3 separate regions of the Anser cygnoides genome follow, and all the other regions are linked to region 3. The links are chromatin contacts, called in public Hi-C maps. All regions are on one chromosome and are shown on one strand. Each heading gives the region's core, a stretch centred on a gene start, on an enhancer-like site or on the middle of the called end of the contact. The rest is flanking DNA. Distances are from core to core; before and after follow the strand shown. Region 1 overlaps ADGRV1 (adhesion G protein-coupled receptor V1). Region 2 overlaps LOC125180170 (a long non-coding RNA gene). Region 3 overlaps ADGRV1 (adhesion G protein-coupled receptor V1).

What was found. Hi-C and Micro-C count contacts between places; a contact is called where the count stands out from the background.
Region 1: a Hi-C map of liver shows a contact between it and region 3, with 3 times the contacts expected there. The contact joins two enhancer-like sites. A contact is called at or near these places in 2 of 7 Hi-C or Micro-C datasets (both in liver).
Region 2: a contact with region 3 is called in a Hi-C map of liver, with 2.3 times the contacts expected there. The contact joins two enhancer-like sites. A contact is called at or near these places in 2 of 7 Hi-C or Micro-C datasets (both in liver).

Annotation. Positions count from the first base shown.
Region 1 is chrZ:3,498,472-3,503,032 of Taihu_goose_T2T_genome, forward strand. The region is part of intron 88 of ADGRV1 (adhesion G protein-coupled receptor V1); the gene reads right to left. Among named protein-coding and RNA genes, the nearest start is that of ARRDC3, 84 kb to the left of the region's middle. Within about 2 kb of position 3,185, at least 2 of the 3 cell types and tissues checked have open chromatin away from gene starts, as enhancers often do. A contact at or near this core is called in liver, where this site is marked.
Region 2 is chrZ:3,470,453-3,474,706 of Taihu_goose_T2T_genome, forward strand. It overlaps LOC125180170 (a long non-coding RNA gene), which reads right to left. Exons shown (of 4, transcript XR_010827639.1): 2 at 3,961-4,161. Among named protein-coding and RNA genes, the nearest start is that of ARRDC3, 56 kb to the left of the region's middle. Within about 2 kb of position 1,624, at least 2 of the 3 cell types and tissues checked have open chromatin away from gene starts, as enhancers often do. A contact at or near this core is called in liver, where this site is marked.
Region 3 is chrZ:3,632,264-3,636,525 of Taihu_goose_T2T_genome, forward strand. All of the region lies in intron 82 of ADGRV1 (adhesion G protein-coupled receptor V1), which reads right to left. Among named protein-coding and RNA genes, the nearest start is that of ADGRV1, 150 kb to the right of the region's middle. Within about 2 kb of position 2,433, at least 1 of the 3 cell types and tissues checked has open chromatin away from gene starts, as enhancers often do. A contact at or near this core is called in liver, where this site is marked.

The DNA.
Region 1 (4,561 bases), core at 1,935-4,434, 130 kb before region 3:
TTTTCATTTGGGGCAGAAGCAGATCTGTGACTACACTCAGTTCAAGGGAGTTGCAGAGGAATGACATTTGGCTCAAAGAGCCTTGAACAGAGTATGCCAGCGAGGCAATGATTTCCATTTTCATACCAAAACAACATTTTCAGAAATTTCTGTGAGTTGTACAATGAACCTCTTTTTTCTGTCTCAGCTGACATTCCAGGCTTGGGCTTGCTCGGCAGAAGAAAAGATAAGGGTCGTACATTTCTGGAGCTACCTCGTAACGCCCTGTGACCCCCCACAATTCCACTTTCAGTAAGTTTTTCCTTACAACCTTCTCTTCCACCACTCCCCAAGTAGGAAAGAAGTCAGGAAAAGGTGTCAGTGGTGGGATGGCGTGAGGGTGCTCACTCCATGCAGGAGTTCAGGCTGGAGCCCTGCGTGCTGCGAAGAGCCTGGAGCTAGCAGAGAACCTGAGCACAGCAACCTGCAGCAACCAGTGGTCCTTGGGACCACTGCCGGGAATGTGCATCCACCCGAGGAGACCTGAGCTTGGGTTTGTGTCACCCAAGCTCTTTAGAGACCAGCGGCTACTGGCTGAGCGTGACAGGAGTAAAGAGACATCAATGGACAGACAGCATAATAAAGACAAGCAGATCAGGCTATGAATCATTAAAATTCTTGTTAATAAGCATACTGAACATGATTGAGACATACTTACTCATTTAAATCTACATGCGTATTTAACCTTTTCATTGAATCATGGCTCTAATGACTAAAAGCTGGTTGAAAGTCCTGGGAAAAACAACAATTGCATGAGCTAAGTATTTGTTTTTTCTTATCTTCTCCGAAACTGTTTGTTTTAGAACGGAAACATGAATGTAATAGAGAAGATAAATCTGACTGCTGTATTTGCTGTTTGGTGACAGAAGGACAAGGTAATAATAACTGTGATATAAATAAGATCCTTTGTGTGAAGAAAAAAAAATAATTCTAATGTTGCATCATCAACATTGGAATTCACTAAAAAGATGTCTTTAGGCTAAAGAGGATACAGGTTTCAAAAACAGGAAAATGCATGGGTGAAAACATTTAAAATGGTATTATATAAATTTTTATTTTTATATGCCCATGAACATCCAGGCTGCAGATTTTAAGGTGAACACTGAACTGAACAGGGTTAGAAACATGTTTGTCTGACTGGCGGCTGTACTGCAATTACTCAGTGTGGGGTATCTGCAAGGATCTTGTGCTGGTCACTACAAAAAGATCAGATACCAGATTAATCTGCTATCATATCACTTACATTCTTAAATGCCATATGTGCAAGTTTTGTGCAAAGCAAGGGGGATTTTGTTTTTTTGTCTGTTTGTTAAGGAGGTTTTATGAGAGACTTGGCAAACCTGAGGCTGCAGTAGGCTCCTTGGGGTTTACAGCAGCCTTGTTCGGCTGCTGATCCGAAGGCAAACTTTTAAGAGTGGAGCCTTTTTAGGAATAAGAGCTGAGATGTAACCAGGATACCAGCCTACCAAACAGTCGGCAGGCTGGGAAGGGTACGACTGTTTACATGATGGAGTTTCATGGAGTTCGTAGGTCTGGCTTGCTCTCAGATTAGAGCAGAACTTAAACACAACCCTATCCAAAAATGCACTTGCTCCCCTAGAGATGATGGTGTTGGGTGGTGGGTGAGCAGCTGGGAGTATTGCTTCTCCCCGGCTTGTGAAGCAACCACTTCGTGAAAAGACACGAAATAATGAGGCCTTTCTTTTCCTTTCTTTCTGTACCAAAGGACAAGCTAGAAATTGAAAAGTCACAGCTAGCTTTGCAAAATCAGCAAGATCCCTCCAGTGACATCTACTGGTGGAGAGACTTCATCAGTGCGTGCCTCTGTGCACTGAGCTCCGGTTGTTATCCCTTATGTGTTCAGAAATATGTCAAACTTTCACTAAAACCTTCCAAGTGAGATGGAGTTTGTTTTGTAATTACTGTAGTTATATTGTGGGGGAATTTTTCCATCTCCTAAGCACTTCTATCTTGTTTTCTGAATAACTCATAATGTATGTTGTATGTATAAGACGCGTTAGATAGAAAGGAATTCTCTGCGTGCACCATGATTATTACTTCTTTTAGGGTTTTGACTTTATAGAGATGACACCAACAGGAACCCAGAATTCTGAGAGTGAAGTTCAGATTGGACTAAAAATGCTTTCCGGATGCTATGCAGTCATGCTCAATACCTAACTGCTAGCATATTTGTGAGCCTTCACATCATAAATGACAAGTCGAATGAATATGCAGCCTGGCCACCCTCTCTTCCCTTTTGCTGTGCAGTGACCCCTTCAACACAGAAATGACACAGGCTGGGACAGCAGGGCAAGAACCTGGCATTTTGCCACTGCCTGCAGTTTATCTGCTCTGTGACAGTCTCATGGATATTCCACTGAGCATCTTTCAGAATTTGAAATTTCAAAGTTTTCTCTAACCCAGGATACCCAACACAAGATGCTTGGTTCTTAAATCAGGTACTTAACGCCAAAGTTAAAAAAAAATGCTGACTTCGGAACCCTACTTCTATTCAACTGAAAATTGTGAGCTGATTTATATCACATCATTATTATCATAAATGTATATATCTGTGCTTTTTTCAAATTTATATAGTAGATTTTTCCAGGTATTCTCATGGTGTAGATTATTTATTGAAAATTTATCACGTATGCCTCTACTTAGAGCAAAAATACGCTGAGATTACAGACGTGGCAACACCCTGTTGATACTGTCCAATGCCTATTTGGAAATTACCACGTGCCCAGCCAAGGTTTGCCACACTTTGCATTCGCATCTCGCCCAAAGGAAAGATCTGGTTTTATGCATCACAGGCAGTGGGGAACAGGAGCATTTGTGGTAGGTGGGAACGTGGATGGAAGCTGAGAGCCCAGCAAAGCTATCATGCGTTCATGGTATTTATGCTTTGGAGCAAAGCTGATGGACGGCTTGCTGTCTGGGGACGGATTCCATCTGTTTTTACTCTGTTGGTTCAGTTTTTAACTCCCCAGACCTAACCAACACCAAATTCCCCAGGGAATCACAGGGAATAGCCGGCTTTAGCCTATAGATGTCTGCAACACACCACTCTGTGACAACCTGAGAGGAAACGGTCTTATTAAACTGTCTATCAGTATAGACCTTGCAAAAGAAATCAGGTAAAATGAAACCTAGTCCAAAATAACAGCACTTTTAGAGTTAACTAGTGCAATTAGCAGTGTCTAACTAGCAAATAATTATCCTTCTCAGTAGAAGCTAAGCCTTTCATACATTATAGAAGCCATAAATGAAATATAATAAAAGAAATCATTTAAGCCAAACTAATAACCATCCGGCAAATAAATAAATAAATAGACAGATAGATGAATAAATAAATAAATAAGCTTTAGCAAAGGATTCCCGGAGTATAAGGGCCGAGGTGATATAGTCACCACAGTGAATCCTAATTCTTTATTCCTATATGGACTTGAACATATTTGATGAAAAGGAATAATTAATTGCTAAGTCATCTAGAGGCCATGGCTTTATGACATATGTAGTCCAGCTTTTGGATTTCTTGCACTAAATAAAAAATCCTATGGCCATATAACACAAGGTTTGCATAAAGCTAGTGTAAAAGCTGGGTACACTACTGCATATTGATGTCCACATCATTTGCTGGAGACACCGTTGTGTGCCTTCATCTGATCCAGCCCACATTTCAGGTTAATCTGTAATTTGGGCCAGCATTAATGATTATGGAACTGAGGGCTAAGTGCACAGTTCTGTGACACGTCTCTTCAGCAGTCAGGCCAAGTGTGCCACCGCACCTCTTTGTGGGGCTGCACTGCAAACCGCAAGTTACAGCTGCAAGTTGAAGGAGAAAGTCGTGCAGGGGGGATTTCTTTGATTTTTTTTTTTTCCAGCTGCGTAATTTCAGCCATCCTTTATTAGTACCATGAGTGTGGCCAGCTGCAGGCAAGGGTGGGGCAGGAGGACAGCAACGAGATTTTAGCTTTGCTGACAGCAAAACAGATCTGCGATTATGCCCTCGTTCACACTGATCCTAGCTGCCAGATTAACAACGAGCATAAATTAAAGGAGCCTTCAGACAGCTCCGCACTGCACGAGCAGAAAGGACAGGAAGGCAGAAAGACATTTCTGCACATCCCTCTGCTGATCAGTGCTGATCCTCAGCCAGCCTCAGGAATGGGAGCTCATACCTGAGCACAGCTCAGGCTGAGTTGGGTTAGGAGTGTTAAAAACAGCTAAAAACAGCAAAAGTGCCGGTCCCTGCTCCCCCAGAAGCTTGCCTACTTCCAGATGAGGAATTCTCAGCTGGAATTAAGCGCGGCCTAACGAGGTGGAGGAGCAGTCCGGGCGGGCATCTCGCCCCGATACCTCTGACCTGTGATGGGGAGGAGGTTGGGGCTGGTGCTCTGAGCAGAGGCATCAGACCGACCGTGGGGTGGCCCGCGGAGAGGAAGAGGGTGGGGGAGAGGAAGGAGAGGGAGAGGAAAAGGAAGAGGAGAACTCGGTGACCTGAGTCACTGCGGTTTCGTGT
Region 2 (4,254 bases), core at 374-2,873, 160 kb before region 3:
ACTGCCATATAGGCTTAAAAAAAAAAAAAAAAAAAAACATAAACCCCACCACCTTTGAGGGACAACATGTCATTTCATTACGTTTCTTGATTTTATTTATGTTGAAAGAGTATTGCAAACACCTCCTTATAGGATGTCAGCAAAATTACATGGAGTCACTCAACTATGCAAGTGATTTGGCAGATAATTGGCATGTCCAGCTGCTGGAGATAGGCAATTAACTCCCTTTCATATAGTACACATTTCAGAAACAATGTGAAGGCATAACCCAGTATCTTTTTATGCCAGTTCTGTTGAGCCATTTGGAATATTAAAGAATAGTAGTAATCATCCAGGATTTTTTTTTTTTTTTTTGTCAAAAAAGATCACCTTTATCACAATATACGAAGTATCTCTCTTTGATGTACCAAATGTGTTATAGCAGAATATCCTCCCTGCTTCAATTTCCTGGAGGGAATTTCAGAATTCAGAGTAAAGCAGTTTCATTTGGCCCTGATCGTAGTCCAACGTCAGAAAATCATCATCATGTGCTGTTGATCAGAGGACTTTGAGTAAGAAGAAATTCTGTAGTTACGCTTGCCCTTACACCTCCAAGGGAGGGACAGCTCTCTGCTCAGATATGCATATCAGCAAGGACTGCTCGAGCTCCTGCAGCCAGGCACGTTGCAGGCTTGCTTTCAGCCTCTCAGCCTCGCAAGATCCTTTCCAGGTGCTCCTTCTCAAATCCAAAATCCAGTGAAGGCACAGCGCGCCAGCAGAAACTTGGACACCGAACTGCATTTTGTTTGTGATAGAAGCTCATTGTATCTCCCTCCGTTACATCCAGTGCTTTCTATAAAAGCGAGCCACACATGTACCAAAAGTAGTTAGCTTTACATTCTTCCACGGGGACGGCTGCCAAGTTAACTCTTCCAAAAAAAATTCCTGGCTGTGAAGGGCAGGAACGGGACTCATGTGATCCGTAAACAAGCTAAGGAAGTAGGAGGCCTGTCAGCCTCGGAGATGATGTCAGCCCGCCTCGGCGTGTGGCAGGGTCCGACCCTGTTGCTTGCGCTTGGCGTTGCACTGATAAGGGCTCCCCTCTTGGCTCCCTCGGTGCAGGCAGGAGGGAGCACGTCCCCCCGGAAGCCGTGGCACGTTTCTTCCCAACGCTATCTTGTTCTAGGCACTCTAGCAGAGTCAGGGCATCCTTGTGAAGAGCAGTTGGTGTTAAACACACTCCAGATGCCCGACCCCAGGCCTACCACCCATGGGTGCTACCACCCCACACCAATACAGGGCAGAGAATGGCTTGCCTGCGGCATGGGCTCAGATACAGCAAGCTCCAAAGGAGTGAGTCACCTTTCCTGATAAAATTCCACAAGAGCAGGCTGTTCTTTATCCTGATCCCTCACCTTCAAACCAAACACTTCTGGCCTCTTAGCGAAACACGGGCCGTCTGCTATCGGAGGTATTCGTTGCCCAGCCATGGAGCCAACAAGGAAAGTGCATTGAGCAGGAGGTAGCTGCATCTAGAAAAGCGCCCATCTTACACATCTTCCACCCATTTGTGTCTCAAGGTTGGTACTAACATGATCCTAATTGGTGCAAGAACTGGGCATCTAGGAAAAGTTAACAGGCAACAAGAAAGTAATTAAAAAATGCCACGGCAGATATTACAGGGCGTGGAGCTTACCTGTGTTCTGATGAATTAGTACCTAGCAGCTTCCTGAAAATGAAAGTTTTTCAACCTTGAGTCACCCTCAGTCACCATTTCATTAGTCAGTGCAGAGTATAGGGACAGAACATATCCAGATTATTTTTTTTTTCTAGCCAGTGCATATTTTTTCCCATGCCCTTCAATGCAAAAAAAATAAAAAATAAAAAAAAAAATTGCAGTGTAAAACAATGCCCCTAACTTGACAAAGTTCTGAACAACGCCCCTGAAAAACAAATAAGTGGGGGAAAAAAAAAAAAAAAGTGCTGCAGGTCAAAATGCACCAGTTAGCCTTTGAGCCCTTCTTGCATAAGATACATGCCGACACTAGTTCCCCAAAAGCTGGCAACATGACTATGGTGAAGAAAGTCAAAAGCAGCTATTTTGACTCACAGTTTGTGAAGCAGCAAATCATTCATCTGAGCCAGGTAGAGAAAGAAATCCCATGTGCTGAAGCAGCAGGGAGATGATCAGTGTGCTGCTCTCTGTATTTTTTAAATAGACGGTTTAAGAAGGTATTACCTCATCATTAACCTTCAGTGCTGTATAGGCCTGCCGTAGGTAATGAAACCTTGGAAAGGAGTAGAGCCTACTTTTGGTAATGTGCACATGCATTTAGTTTTATAGCTTTTCAGTCCCTGAGTGACAACTGGTCTTATGCAAACAGAAGAATTATCAAAGTGCCTTTGTAAGGAGGTATTTGTGTTTACTAAGGAGCATAATGCTACACTACGGCTTTGCGGTTAAATAACTTGAATCCCTTATTCCACTAACTGACAATCACGTCAGTTTTTCCACTCTAAATGACTAATGGAAATTTGAATACCACACATGTTTGTTAGCCTGAAGTTTGCCCAATGCTGCATGATTGCAAAATATTTGTAGATTTAGTCTTTAATGTATTGATTTTTCTTGTTAAGCTTTGCTATTGAGAGTCAGCAAAAGCTAGTTACAAAACAGCAGTGGCCTGATCATCTCCATGGTACATGGACCTCACAGCCCTCATTAGATGCATCATCAGCTGAAGGTGTTTTAATCCTCCAAAGAAAGTAAAATCAGGACAACAGACTGGTTACCATATTCCACCTATTCTGACAAAAAATATGTTGCAATTGTTGTGGGGGGAAGTGGTCCTTTCTCATTAGATTAAGCTGAAGGCTAGATAAAAATGAATGTAGGCACTGAACCTTGTCACTGTGTTAAAAAACAGTAGCTCCCATGTCGCTGTTTTGACTAGTTTTTCTGTTTGTGTTAAGATAGGGGAAATATAGCAAATTTTTCTTTGTTCTTCTGCTATCCAGTACGTGTCTACAACATGTACTGTACCAAAAGTCGCTTTGTGATTTTGACCAAGGATGAAAAGCAACCAGTTCAAGCTATCTTGTGCTTGGTAGTGGAATTTGGACAGCTTGTCATTGTTTTGGAAATGCTCTGAAGTTTTGAAAATGAGGGAGATAGAGGTAAAATAAACATCTTGTTGAAGTCTTTGGAGAACATAAGTGGTGACCCATGTTCTGCCTGACTCTTTCATGTTAAATTTGTCCTTGTCAGAGGTCCATCATTTTCCCATTAAACGTCGCAGGCTATGCTGAACAGCTCATCTGCTATTCCCACAGTGCATCAAGAAAAGAGAAGAAAAAAAGGATTCTGTTACTGCTTACATTTAGCAGCAGCAGTCCCAGTTCAGTAGCAGCACTTGTGGGACAAAACTTTAAGGCATTGGGGCAGATTGCTATGCCTTTGTATCCCGGTGACTTAAGTCCTTGTGAATTTCATCTTAAAGTTTGTTACTTATCCAGAGACAGTCATCCCCATCAAAGTTGGTAGCATAATGAAGGTCAAATTACAAAGTACCCTCTTCCAAGTCATCTTCTTTAAAAAGCTTCTCAAAACCAAGGGGGTTTAGGCAATAGATGAGTAAGGTTTGAACATAAATTCACCATGTACTTGTGGTGAACATATCATTTACCACATGCTTAGACTTCTTCTCTATAAAGTCTAAGATTAGTATAGCATTCAAATTTAGCTATCTGAGATTTGGGAAGAAAAGTATCTCCTTCTTGAACTTTCTGCTTCATCTCCGGTATTTCTAAAGCATTGCATCTGCATGATATGGAAAGTGAATCACAGACAGAAAAGATTGCAACCCTCACTACAAAATAACAAAAGGCATTTCACATGGAGCAGCACCATGTGGCTATCTTGCTGTTCCATTTCCATCAAAATAATTTGGGCAGCCAGATTAAGAAAATTGCTTAAATTACCTTATACATCAAATTGGTGACATCTTCTCTAGATGAAGTTTTCCAGAGCTTTATCCATTAATCCTCTGGGAGAGCACATCCTGACTTTGTAGGCTCTGAACAGGCTGCCAGTGACCTTCACCGAGGAGTCAATGCTAAAGGGCTAACAACCTTCCTGGCTCCACCAGGCTGGTGACAGGATACACAGGGACAACCCGTGCTCTGCAAGTGCCAGAGGAGAGAGGGATATCATATCAGGCCTTTTGAAAAAGAAACAGATTCCTGCTGTAAGCTCCAAATGAAACACACTGGCCA
Region 3 (4,262 bases), core at 1,183-3,682:
GAGCCTGAAAGCCCATATTCGCTGTCCAAATAAGTTTCCCAGTTCATAGGGACAGCGGGAAATATAACCCTGGATGGATGGAAAAATACAAGATTACAAAACCCCCCACGGTAATCCTTTAATGAAGGTTTTAAACTAACACAGACCCATTAAATAATGTCACATTTAATGAGTACTTAAATAATATCATTAATAATGCAGTAATTGGACCTCTTAACAAAAAGAAAATCTCTTTAACGCTGTCATCATTTCCGGCAATACAAGTTACTGAATAGTGCCTTATTCTTAGTTGTTATTATTTTTTAAACATAAATAAGCTAGAAATAATGAGTGAGAGAACTTTTCCGGTAACTGCGGCCCAAGCATTTAATTTTTGTTCTTAAAGAAAAAAAAAATATATAAAACCACCATTACTGCCCATGTGTGGTTATATCAGGTACGGATATAAAATTACTATTGTGCTTGTGTTGTCTTGGAACCATCTGCAACTTGGCCAACTTACTCAAGCAGGATTGTATTGTACAGAATTTCAGAAACTCTCACTCCAAAGGCACAATCTAAAATGATTTTTTGCCACATATTTATTTACTTTCTGATATGTCCTAGACTGTATACTGTTCCACATATTTTGTTACGAATTAATAAAATTTATTTTAGTATTCACCATCTGAATTGTTAAACAAAGTCATAGTTTAGATACAAAACTATTATGATCCTTACAAATAGGATCATAAATACTTTTAAATCACTTTCAACTACTTAGGTTACCATCTAAGCAAAAACACTGATGGGGTCCATTTACTGTACCTGTCAACATATAGTTTTCTTTTTATAAAATTTTAGAAGCTACCTTATTTTTTTCAGCCACGTTCTGCATTTCTATTAAAAAAAAAAAAAAAGGAAAATATCTGTTATTCTGTTATTATTAGAAAACCTTGTGACTACTGCTTACAGAAATGAGGAATATGTTTTAACACTCCCAAAAATGTTAAGGTTTTGCTTTGTTTCATACTATGAGGACAAAGACACTACTAAAGAGAAGAGACTCATAAAGGCTAAATTCAACATGGTGAATGTAATCTCCCTATAGACAAGAGAGAGTGACAGAATTCACCGTAGAACAATTCAAGACAGCAGTCTAATTCAGCTGTTCTGATGCTGAGTAAGACCCTCACCACATGAAGGGAGCGTTAGGCTCACTCAAAGTTAATCTTTGTGTATAGCCCTTACTTTACATTATTTGGAGTAGTCACTGAAAAGTTAAAACTTTTAAACCTCATGCAGTTCTCTCTCTAACAAACATAGCTAGAAAACACAGTGCAGAAAGTCTATGCAAATGCAGATTACTGTATAATTTTGTTAGTCCAATATTTTGAGGATATACATTTTTTTAGTGATGTCTATTCTGTGCCTAATTATGGGAAAATTGATTTTTTTCTCAATTCATATTTTGTTAATTAATAACCATGCTAATTGTTCCATCGTTGTTGTTTATAACAAAGATTTGCAAAAGAAAATGTTGGTTTTGGTCCCTGTGAGTAACTATTGACCCAGAATCTGACCAGAAAGGTGGGTTGTACAGCATTATGTAGCAGTCATGTATAATCTGAAGTTGGGGGTGTAAATCAAACATGACCAACTGATGAGGGGATGGATTGCTTCCTTTTCTCTAGTTTCTCACAAAACTGTTTGGAGTTTACTTCCCCTTTAGCTCAGGAGAGTGGCCAATTCCAACAGAAGCTTCAGTTCTCCTGTATTCCATTCCTTTGTATTTCTCAGAAGTCTCATCTGCTGTTATTCTTGTTCCTATTAATAACTTCAACACAATGTGTAAAGCACAATTGTTTCTTTTCACTTGTTTGCTTTTAGAAGTTTTTTTTTTTTTTTTTGGGGGGGGGGGGGAAGTGGTTAATAAAATGAGTATTTTTCCTGTACCGTGCTGCACTATTTTTCATTTGTTTTCTACCAAAGAGAAAGAAAATACTTTGATCATAATAAGCTTACAAAAGTCTGAGATAGATAACCATCAGACGTATCTAAATTCACACTTCCAAGTGTAATTGCTAAATGTAGCATTTTGAAAAATAGATGATGGTAGGAAATACTTAGACTATTTAGTATTTAGACTACTGTTAAACTATTATCCAATTTAATGGGAAGCTTTTGATTTATAATTCAGCACAATCTGAATTATATCAAGAAAAAAAATACAAATCCCATTCTGATTTTCAAACGAGTCTCATATCCATCCAGAAATATTAGAAATATTGAGAATACTCACTTCTAAGTATACACTTATATGATCAAAATGAAACATAAACTACACAGTTCTCTGTGCATATTCTCTCACGTTCACTGAGAACTTTGAGAACTTTACTACATGATTGCTAGATGTCTCCCCTGCCAATCCTCATTACTACATGATTCTGTTCTGGGATGGAACATACAGGAATTAACTGCTTTGTACATTAATAACCACTGAATTTCTACCATGATACTCAGCAGCTGTATTTGGGTCAAACCCTCTCTTTCTTCATAGCTCTCCTTCAATCACTTCACATGTTACCAGAGTATTAGACTGAAGAATCGTATGATAGAAGGAGCTTTCATGGACAGATTTCTTTTTGGAACAAATAACAGCAAAAATACAGAAAGACACAGTGATCCACTGACAAGATACAATATGGAATCAAGTTGACATGCAAAACCAACAATAGCTGAAAACACAAGGCTGAAATTACTGACAATCCTATTATTCTCAGGGGGAAAAACTACTCATTCCCGAAGTGGATTAAGAATCATAAAGTGCTACAATGATGGCTTCTATCAACATAAGAAAGTCTGCCAAAGCAAAAGCAAAGCAAACCTCAGCACCTTGAGGAAGGTGCAGTCAACTGTGAAAACAGAGGACATAACAATAATTCAAATAATAAAGTAGATAAGAGAATTTTTTCTTATTTTTAACTGACTTCTAGACTCACCAAAAGTGAAATGAAAACAGAATGGCACGTTAAAAGTGCACTTACTCCTTACCCTATTCCATACCTTTGACTCCATGCCTCTTAAAGTTAGGAGGGATATTTTAGCAGCTAAAATAAAAATAGGGACAACTGCAAGTAATATATTCTCCCAGCATTACCCTGATAACAAGGATGTTAAACAATGAAACAAAAAAAAAAAAAGTCTTCAGGGAATTTAGCATAAATTCTACACAGTGAAACAAAGCTGTCTAGTATGATCTGGAACAAGCTGTATTATCAGCATTAATGGATAGGCTTTTTCATGTAACTTGGAAATTTTTAGAATAATTATAGTCCAAAATGGCTATGAAGGGCCAATATGCTAATTATCATCTAGAACAGAAAACATTTACATGGGCCCAATCCAAGTTTATCATCCCCTGCAGAATGAAATAGACTTTGAACAAAATCTATTTGCTTTTTACTGATCTGCTCAGTGGCACTGTAAATTTATTGCTCCCCTTAGTAAACACATCTTCTGTTTGATCATTCTCAAAATATTTTATTGACCAAACATTTCAGGACAGGGAATATCCTTCAGGCTACTACTGTAACGATGCAGTCAGTCCAAGGTAAATATTATTCAACATGATCTGACTTAGCAAACCAGAGTTTAGTAGTCAGATTAAGCTTGGAACTGAATTTTTTTGAATATGAAAATAATAAACACGTCTGTAGTTGCACTACATAAAACATATTATTATTGGATTTAAATTTTACATTTTTTTTATCAATATGATAATTCCAAAAGGAAATTTAAGGAAATTTAAAATTTAAGGAAATTTAAAAATAACAAACAAAAATAAATCCAAACAGAACTTAAATACAGAATTAGTTTGAGAAATCTTAATATCTTAATATGATGATATTATATGACATTATGATGATGTTAAGATGATATCTTAACAATATCATCTGATATCATAGAAACTGCTATTATTCTGCAGTGTCACAATGAACAAGTAGAGGACAATTTTATTATTGCACTGACCAATAAAACATCAGTTGGAATGAGGTGAAAAACAAACTATAATGAAAATATTTGTCTTCAGACTTCCCCTGATGTGCATGGATATCTTAGTAGGACAGGGGGAAAAAAAGGGGAGGGGGGCTCTCAGTCTGAGATAACTAATATGTGTTCCTCAGTGATATTTGACTTTTCTGAACAGTACTGTCTGTCACAGGAAGCTACAATGCAAAGCTTTGCAAATCCTAGTTGAAAAACATTGGCCATATTAAAAA